Linked DNA regions of Sus scrofa: all the other regions are linked to region 1. The links are chromatin contacts, called in public Hi-C maps. All regions are on one chromosome and are shown on one strand. The core of a region is the stretch at or near the end of the contact, and the rest is flanking DNA. Distances in the headings are between cores, read along the strand shown.

What was found. Hi-C and Micro-C count contacts between places; a contact is called where the count stands out from the background.
Region 2: a contact with region 1 is called in a Hi-C map of fetal skeletal muscle, with 2.5 times the contacts expected there. The contact joins the promoter of PLIN4 here to the promoter of CCDC94 in region 1. A contact is called at or near these places in 2 of 47 Hi-C or Micro-C datasets (fetal skeletal muscle and heart right ventricle).
Region 3: a contact with region 1 is called in a Hi-C map of liver, with 2.4 times the contacts expected there. The contact joins the promoter of ZBTB7A here to the promoter of CCDC94 in region 1. A contact is called at or near these places in 2 of 47 Hi-C or Micro-C datasets (liver and skeletal muscle).

What each region holds. Positions count from the first base shown.
Region 1 is chr2:74,526,988-74,529,743 of Sscrofa11.1, reverse strand. CCDC94 (coiled-coil domain-containing protein 94) reads left to right here and starts at 1,411. Exons shown (of 8, transcript XM_013994769.2): 1 at 1,411-1,544. The coding sequence starts at 1,521.
Region 2 is chr2:74,317,283-74,320,038 of Sscrofa11.1, reverse strand. PLIN4 (perilipin-4) reads right to left here and starts at 1,415. Exons shown (of 8, transcript XM_021084054.1): 1 at 1,306-1,415; 2 at 1,115-1,182; 3 at 459-606. The coding sequence starts at 1,165.
Region 3 is chr2:74,676,906-74,679,661 of Sscrofa11.1, reverse strand. It overlaps ZBTB7A (zinc finger and BTB domain-containing protein 7A), which reads right to left and starts at 1,369. Exons shown (of 3, transcript XM_003354008.4): 1 at 950-1,369. LOC110259362 (vegetative cell wall protein gp1-like) reads right to left here. Exons shown (of 2, transcript XM_021084088.1): 1 at 1,409-2,756; 2 at 1,020-1,111. The coding sequence starts at 2,295. The coding sequence ends at 1,039. LOC110259661 (basic proline-rich protein-like) reads left to right here. Exons shown (of 4, transcript XM_021085143.1): 3 at 110-349; 4 at 456-525. The coding sequence ends at 525.

The DNA.
Region 1 (2,756 bases), core at 162-2,661:
CCATCAGTCCCACTACACAGGCAGTGATCTCCAGGGGGGCAGAAATCTTATGTCTTGTTCTCTGATGTGTCCCCAGTGACCAAGCACATCTCTGATACAGAGCAAACATTTGTAAAAGGAAGGGGGAGGCTAGGGAAGGGATGGCCTCTTTAGAAAGATGAACACAGGAGTTCCCGTCGTGGCGCAGTGGTTAACGAATCCGACTAGGAACCATGAAGTTGCGGGTTCGGTCCCTGCCCTTGCTCAGTGGGTTAACGATCCGGCGTTGCCGTGAGCTGTGGTGTAGGTCGCAGACGCGGCTTGGATCTCGCGTTGCTGTGGCGTAGGCCGGTGGCTACAGCTCTGATTCGACCCCTAGCCTGGGAACCTCCATATGCTGCGGGAGCGGCCCAAAAAATAGCAACAACAACAACAAAAGACAAAAAGACAAAAAAAAAAAAAAAAAAAGAAAGATGAACACAGAGGCAAGCAATAGGGAGACATAAGGGAGTAAATATGTGTGTAGGAGGGAAGACTGGCTGTAGTACAATGGGATCAGTGGCATCTCTGAAGCACCAGGATGCAGGTTCAACCCTTGGGCCTCCACAGTGGGTTAAGGATCCTTCATCGCCACAGCTGAGGAACAGATCGCAGCTGTGGCTCCCATTCAATCCCTAGCCCAGGAACTTCCACATGCTGCTGGTGTGGCATGGGAAATAACAAATAGGAGTTCCTGTTGTGGCTCAGTGGTAACGAATCCGACCAGTATCCATAAGGATGTGGGTTCGATCCCTGGCCCCACTCAGTGGGTTAAGGATCCAGCATTGCCATGAGTTGAGGTGTAGGTCGCAGACAATGCTGGGATCTGGCGTTGCTGTGGTGAAGGCCGGCTGTTGCAGCTCGGATTGGACCCCAGGCCTGGGAAGTCCATATGCCTCAGGTGCGGCCCTTAAAAAACCAAAAAGAGGAGTTCCTGTTGTGACGCAGCAGAAACGAATCTGACTAATAGCCTTGAGGTTTCAGGTTCCATCCCTGGCCTCCCTCAGTGGGTTAAGGATCTGGCATGGCTGTGAGCTGTGGTGTAGGTCGCAGACGCGGCTTGGATCCTGCGTTGCTGTGGCTGTGGTGTAGGCCAGCAGCTGTAGCTCCGACCTGACCCCTAGCCTGTGAACTATATGCCGCGGGTGCGGCGCTAGGAAGAAAACCAAAAAAACAAAAACGAAAACAGGGAATGCCGTGACCGGCAGCCCCATCGCCTCTAGGGGGCGCAACGCCTCCTTGAAATTTCAAATCCTGACCAACGCCGGAACCTCTGATGAGCGCCCCCAGGGTTGCAACCAGGGAGGGAAGACCGAGGGACTCGGATGTTGACAGGCGGAAGCTGGAGCCAATGATAAAGGCAAGCTGTATATGCTGCAGCCAATAACAGCGGCTGAAGGAGTGGCGTAAGCGGAAATACAAAGGACAGACGGTCGGGAAAGTTCGATAAGCACCGAGCCTAACCAGTACTCTCGTGCTTGTGAGAAGACTAGGAGGCAAAGATGTCGGAGCGAAAAGTTTTAAACGTAAGTGTTGGGCGACTAAGGCTTTCCACCAGTGGTGGGACCTCTCGTAGCCAACGGAAGTGGGCTAATTATACTCTTCTAGTGGGACCTTTGCCTTCTTCCCAACGGTCTGCACACTCCTCCCAATCACCTTCCGCGGAGGGTGGGCCTTCAGCTAAACCTCATCCTGGAGCCTGGAGTGTACCCCATCACCTTTGGGGGCGGAGCTTGGGCGTATTTACCAGATCTCTTCTCCTGATTGGATCTTCTGAAGGGAATTATCCAATCACTTTCCTTGGGGCGGAGCTATTTTAAAATCGTGGTATTTCAGCTCTAAGCACCGCCGGCAGGGGGTCTATTTTAGCCAGTTCTGATCTTTGGGAAGGGTTAGGCTTATCTAAATTCAGCGTGCGGCTGGAGACCTTTCCAGTTGCCTTAAGTCTGCCAGCTCTTTTGGGGAAAAAAAAAATCATTCCCTAACAGAACTGGTGTGTGTGTTGAGGGGGGCGGGGTCTGGAAAGCAGCATTCAGCTTCTAGAGAAGAAAACTCCGGAATTCTGAGTCCCTGTCCCCCACCGTCTAAGAGGGTGTGTGCTCCCAGGTAAGGAGTGAGCTCACCGGCCTGGGAGTGTGTAAACCCAGGATGTCAGGAAGGAGTAGAGAAGAGACCTCCAGACTGATGGCTCCGAGCCCAGGTTTCCAAGGTCAGTTTGATGTCTCTTTCCCTAACTCGGTGCTCTAATCTTTTAAACACCTGTGGTAAGAATCCAGCCACTGGAGTTTCTGTTGCAGCTCAGCGGCTTAAGAACCCAGCTAGTGTGCATGAGGATGCGGGTTTGATCCCTGGCTTCACTCAGTGGGTTAAGGATCCGGCATTGCTGCAAGCTGCGGCGTAGATGAAGGATGCGGCACAGATCGCAGATACAGCTCTGATTTGGCAGCTGCAGCTAGGATTTGACCCTTAGCGCAGGAACCCCCATATGCTACAGGTTTGGCACTAAAAAAAAAAAGAAAGAAAGAAAAAGAAAAATCCAGCCCCAGTCACCTCACATTCCAGGACTTCATATGGGTGAAAGTTCTTCCATCCTGAGGATCTAGCTGGGAGGCCATCTATTCCCATAACTTTCTGGTAAATACTTGTGTTTGCCAGGTACTGCTCTAAGTGCCATATTCACGAAGTCCTTGCAGGTGAACAAGTTATCCCTCCATCAGATGAGGAAACTCAGGCCCAGA
Region 2 (2,756 bases), core at 166-2,665, 210 kb after region 1:
CTACACCAGCCTCTCTGTGTGCATTGGGGCTGGGGCTGCCCCAAGCACCTTGGCTGAGCATGAGCAGTTGGAGAGAGGGGAGCCCCCCAGGCTGTGTGACCCTAGGGAAGCCACTGCTCCTCTCTGAAACCAAGATCAAAATCTTTGATGAACTTAGACATGCAGAATGCCCAGTCCCTGGTCCTCTGGGCATCTGAAACGAGGTGAGGGAAGGTGGAGGAGGGGTTGAGAATGCGGGAGGAGGCGTTGCCGCGTCCACACCCCCAGGCTTGCTGGCTGTACTGCCTTGGGCCACTCACCTTCCTTGTTTATACCTCGGTTCCCTCTGGCACTAAAGGAGTGTGCCAGCCTTGTAGGGTCTCTTGAGATGCCGCAGGTGCTTACAAAGTGTTCCCAAGAAGTCCCAGTGCTGGGGTCCACCCCCAGAGCCCCTGCCTCCCATGGAGCTGGCCACTCACCCTGAGCCTGGGGCTGGGTGGCCTCAGGGGCTGGAGCGCCTGCGGTATCGGCGGCTGGCCGAGCCTCTCTCGCTGAGCTGTGGGCGTTGGCCACTAGGTTCCGGGCAGAACTGAAGCCAGGCAGGGACCCAAAGAAGCTGCTCAGGGTCTGCATGGGGTAGGGGACAACGTGAGTAGGGCCAGGCTGTGGCGGAGGCAGCATGAGGGGAGCATCAGATGGGCCTGGCTTCCCAAACCGCCTTGGGCCCTTGCTCCGGAGTGACCTCAGGAAAGCATCCCAGCCCCTCTGGGCCTCGGTTTCCTCACCTGGGCAATGGGCAGATTCAGCCTGCCTCCCGTGGACATAGGAAAAAACTCATCCTCTGAATCTCCAAAGACCTGTTCCTTCCACGGCCCATGTTTTACAAATGGGGAAACTGAGGCCCAGGGAGGGGCTGAGGTAACCCAGCGGTGGGGGGAAGCTGAGGTTTGCTTCATCCCCCCACCCCCACCCTCCGGCTTGGGACGGGAAGGAAGATTGGCCCCATGGCCCTCAGAGCCCTCCCACCCCACCCAGGAAGCCCCTCCAGCCCCCAGGATGTGGAGGTCACCTTTCTATGGATCTGGGGGCTCTCCAGGCCCCATCTGGAGTCTTTCCTTCCCAAGCCTGCCCTCACCTTGCCCTTGGGTTTGGGGGCCTCCCGGCCTCCTTCTTCTTGTGCAGACATGGTAATCCTCTAAGTGGCTGGAAGGAGGCAGAGAGGGTGTGTGAACAGGGGCTCCTGGGCCTCCTGCCCCCACCCCTAACCCCAAGCAGTCCCCTGAAACCCACCTGCCTGCAGGCTAGTCTCACCCCGACAATGCTCACCTGGACCGTGTGAGGGTCTCCTGGAGTGACGAGTGGCGCAGCTGGCAGCTGGCTTTGCTCTCAGCTCCCTGGCCTTATAGGGTCTGGGGCGGTGCAGGCTTGGCTGGCAGAGGCAGGCAGCCAGTGGGCCGGGGGAGGGCCCTGGACAGTCACGTGCTTGCCTGCCAGGCCCGGCGTGGGCCCTGGGCCCAGCACCTTTCCCCTGCTCTCAGCACTGAGCAGCCTCTGCCCGTGGCACCTGCCCTAACCAGGCTGAATGATTCATGGGCAATCCTCTACCCCCAAGGCACAGCCCACATACTCTCTTGGCCTCTGTGATAGGCATGGTTCTTATCTCCACTCTGCCCTCCCTCCTTCTCTCCCCCTCACTCACTGTGCTTTGGCCACACAGGCCTCCTCTCTGTTCCTCCAAATCTCCAGGCCTGGAGCTGCCGCAGGGCCTTTGCACCTGCTGTTCCCTCTGTTGTTCCTCCCCCCACACACACACAGCCTCCTCCCACACCTCCACCAGGTCCATCTTTTGTTCCCTTTTATGTCCCCAGCCATAGAACAATCCCTGGCACTCAGTTGGTACTTAATAAATGTTTGGCTAAATGGACCATAGGGTGATTGTGAGCGTGAAATAAGGTCAAGCATGTGCCCTGTTTACCCCAGTGTTTGGTACCCAGCAGGTGCTCAACAAATAGCAGCTTAGCACTGCCCAGGCAGAAAGTGAGGAGCAGCATCTGTCCTGAGCAGAGAAGGGGATGTCACTTTCCTGAAGGGACCTGCCTTGAGAAAGGGCCGAAATACAGACCAAGACAGGGTACCAACAGAACTAGGGGTGCCTTAGGAATGAGATCCAGTCCTGGTGGGCTGGGGCCAACCCAGGGTGGCTTCCTGGAAGAGGTAACCAGTGCCTGACACCATAGAGCTGGGAAACAGCAGGGACAGGAATTGAACCCAGCCCCAGAGCCTGAGCCTGTGTGCCAAGCAGGCTGTCTATGGGTAGGGGTACAGGCAAGTAGAAAAATAACCAGCTGTGCCCTCCCTGAATGCCCCCAGCCTGCCCCTGGCCAGGGAGCCCAGCTATGGGCTGGTGGGGCTGACAGGACAGGAGGACAGTTGGTGGCCCTGGGCTGTAAGCCGGGAGGAGGGAGGGTCCAGCCGCTGTGATGACCCCTGGATGGTTTCCTTGGAGCTATCACTCTGTTTACCAAACAGTTGGGGAACAAAGCAGGGGTGTCTCCCGAAGTCTCTTCTCCAGCCAATGCTTCCCAAAGGTGGCGGGCAGTGGCCAGTGGGAGAGGGGTTGGGGAGGTTGGGAAACCCTGGGAGCGCCTCTCACCTCCCCACAGGGCCGCCACAGCACAGCAAGGAGGGAGAAACCCAGCAAAAATCATAAAAATGACCATAAACATCAAATCAGCTCCTGTCGTTCCTCTACCCACAGCCCTCCAGGGCTCCCACCT
Region 3 (2,756 bases), core at 120-2,619, 150 kb before region 1:
GACCCCCCCCGGGACGGGGGGCTGAGGGGAGGGGGGCTGGGGACGGTTACACAACCAAGGCGGGGAGGGGCCCCGGGGCGGGGAGGGGGACGGCCCGCGGGCCGCGCAGCCGGAAGCCGGGGACCGCCACCGGCCCCCGGCAAGGGGAGCCCGGCTCCAGGCCCCGCCTCCGGGCCGGCAGGCCCCGCCTCCGGGCCGCGCCGCGCGATCAGCCCGCGCTCATTGGCTCGCTAGCCCGCCACTCACCGCCCCTCCTCCGCACCGCCCCTACCCGCGGGCCGCGGCGGGACGGCGGCGCGGCGCACCCTGGGACTTGTAGTCCGAGCAGCCTGCCACCTGCCAGCTGCAAGCGCGGGGGGACTACGACGCCCAGAGGCCCCAGCGGCCGCGCCCGCCCACCCGGACACCCCACCCCTTCCCCCTCCTTTGCAAAGCCCCCCTCCCTGTTTTTTCAGCCCCCTCCCCCCCATCCCCCATGGAGCTCAATCCTGGCCAACTCCAACGTATGCACGCAGCACCGAATAGGCCCCCGGGGGGCGAGAGCGCCCCCAGTACCCAGCTGCAAACTTAGCACGCGACGCGCCCCCCTATCTCCCCACGCCGGCTCCCCCCACCCTCAATGCAGCCCCGCTTCCCCTCCCCCTCTCCTCGCGCTCCTGGGAGCCCCGAAAAAACCATGCACCAGGGGGGTCGGGGGGGGGCGGCCGGCGCACAAGCCTATGCACTTCGCCCCTAATACCCCTTCCCTGGCGGCGCCCCCTCCCCGCGCTCGGGATCCAGGGCGCCTCCAGCCTCCCGGCAGCTGCCAGCCACCCCCTCCTCTGAAACTTGCGGAACGTCCCTGGCTCCCGGGATCGCCCCTTCTGGCGAGGGCAAAGGTGGGCGCAGAGACCCCAGCCCTTCCCCACCCTGCACCCCATGCTGGGGGCCGCGCCGTGCGCTGACTTACCTCGCGGGGCCGGGCCGGGCCGGGGCGCGCGGGGCCGGGGCCCGGAGTTGGGACTGGGCTCCTCGGCCGCTCGCCTCTGGGGTCCGCGTCTAGCTCTCCCCTCGCTGGCTCTCCCCTCTTCGCTCCCTCGCTCCGGCGGCGGCGTCACTGCCCCTACAGTAACTGTACAGTACAGCCAAAGCCCCGTATGATGCTCGCGACTCCCTTCCTGGTTTCTCCGAGGGCAAGAGGGGTCCTCCCTTGTCTTAAAGGTGCCGCAGCCGCCGGCCCCCCCCACGCCCAGCCCGCCCCCCCACCCCGGCCTCAGAGGCCAGAACAGGCTCGGCAGGTCCCCTCTTGCCACGTCTCTGCCCTCCCGTGGGGCTTCGCCCGCTGCGCCGGAGAAACCGGGCTGTTATTAGGTTTTGTCAAGTTGAGGGGGGGTCCAGCCCGCCCCCGGCGCGCCCCCCCTCTTCTGACCTCTCCGCCCCGCTGCGCGGCGCCGTGCCAGCCTGCCAGCTTATCTGTCCCCAGAGCTCCCCGGGGCGCGGGGGGAGCGGGCCCCCCGGGTGGAGGGGGTGGGGGACTCCAGATAAACAGGCCCCCAGCCTCCACGCAGAGGCGGGTGCGGGGGGGGGCGCGGGCTTTGCCCCCGACGCCTGGGGCGTGGCAGGATGGCAGCGGGGGCGGGGAGGGCTATGCGCACTGCGAGGACCGACGCGGGCGTGGGTCGCGGCTGCCCGGGCTGCTGGGGGTGGGTGGGGGGCGAGGGGTGGAGACTGCGGGCCGGACGCCGGCCCTCCCCGGGCCTCAGTTTGTCCAGCTGCGGAAGGGACCTGGGGGCGGGCTTTGGGTTGACGGCTCGGGTCCGCTGGGCTCCCGGGTCTGTAAATGAAACAGCCAACCTGCCCGCCTGCGATTATGTAAAGGAGTCGCCTCTGCCCGCTGCGCCAGGGGCGTAGCGGGGGAAGGGGTTGGCTAGGGGCGGGCTGGGCTGTTGTTTTCCCGGCTTTCCGAGTTCCCCCACCCAACTGCGGGCCACTGGGCGGGACGGAGACCCGGCACCGGACGCTTAGGTCCCGCGGTTCGTTCCCGCAAGGGTCTGCATGGCTTGGGAGGGGCGAAGGTGGGGAGTGGGGAGGCGTTGGCTCAGCCCAACTTTTTTTCCCTGTCCATTTCTCCCACTTCCTCCCCGGTCGTGGGAGAGGTCCGGCGGGGGACGGGGGAGGGGGAAGAGGGGACGAGCAGTGAGAACTGCCTGACCCGCCCCGGCCAACTGCCCGCTGCACACAGTAGGCGCTGGGGGAGGGCTCTCTGGTGCAATCAGCCCCCTGGGGATCTCTGAGCCTCAGTTTCCCTGTCTGCATTCCCTCGGTCGGAGAAGGCTGGCACCTGCTTCGGCGTCGTTTGCTGAGCGCTTCTCGAGTGGCTGGCTCTGTCCGGGGTCCTGTTTACCTCCATTCTAACATCTAATGCCATTATCATGATCATTATTTATTGTTATTATCATTTTTACCACCATTACCTTACAGGCAGGAAACTTCCACTGCCGTGGGTGAAATGTACCCCGTCTGTCCTTCTGTGACTTCAAAGCTTTCCTGCACTTCATTGCCTCTTCACACACGTATTAAAAGTGCCTTTCAACTCCCAAACGGGTTGGATTGGCTTTTGTAATAGTAATTTGGCTTCAAGGGGAAACCCGGGAGGCCCCCAGAAGGGAAGTGACAGCCCCAGGACTTGCAGCCTGAAACCAACCCCCCAGGGTAGATGGAAAAGGACTGAGGGAGGGGCCACTTGGGTCCAGAGTGAGGGCGGAACCCAGGGACTT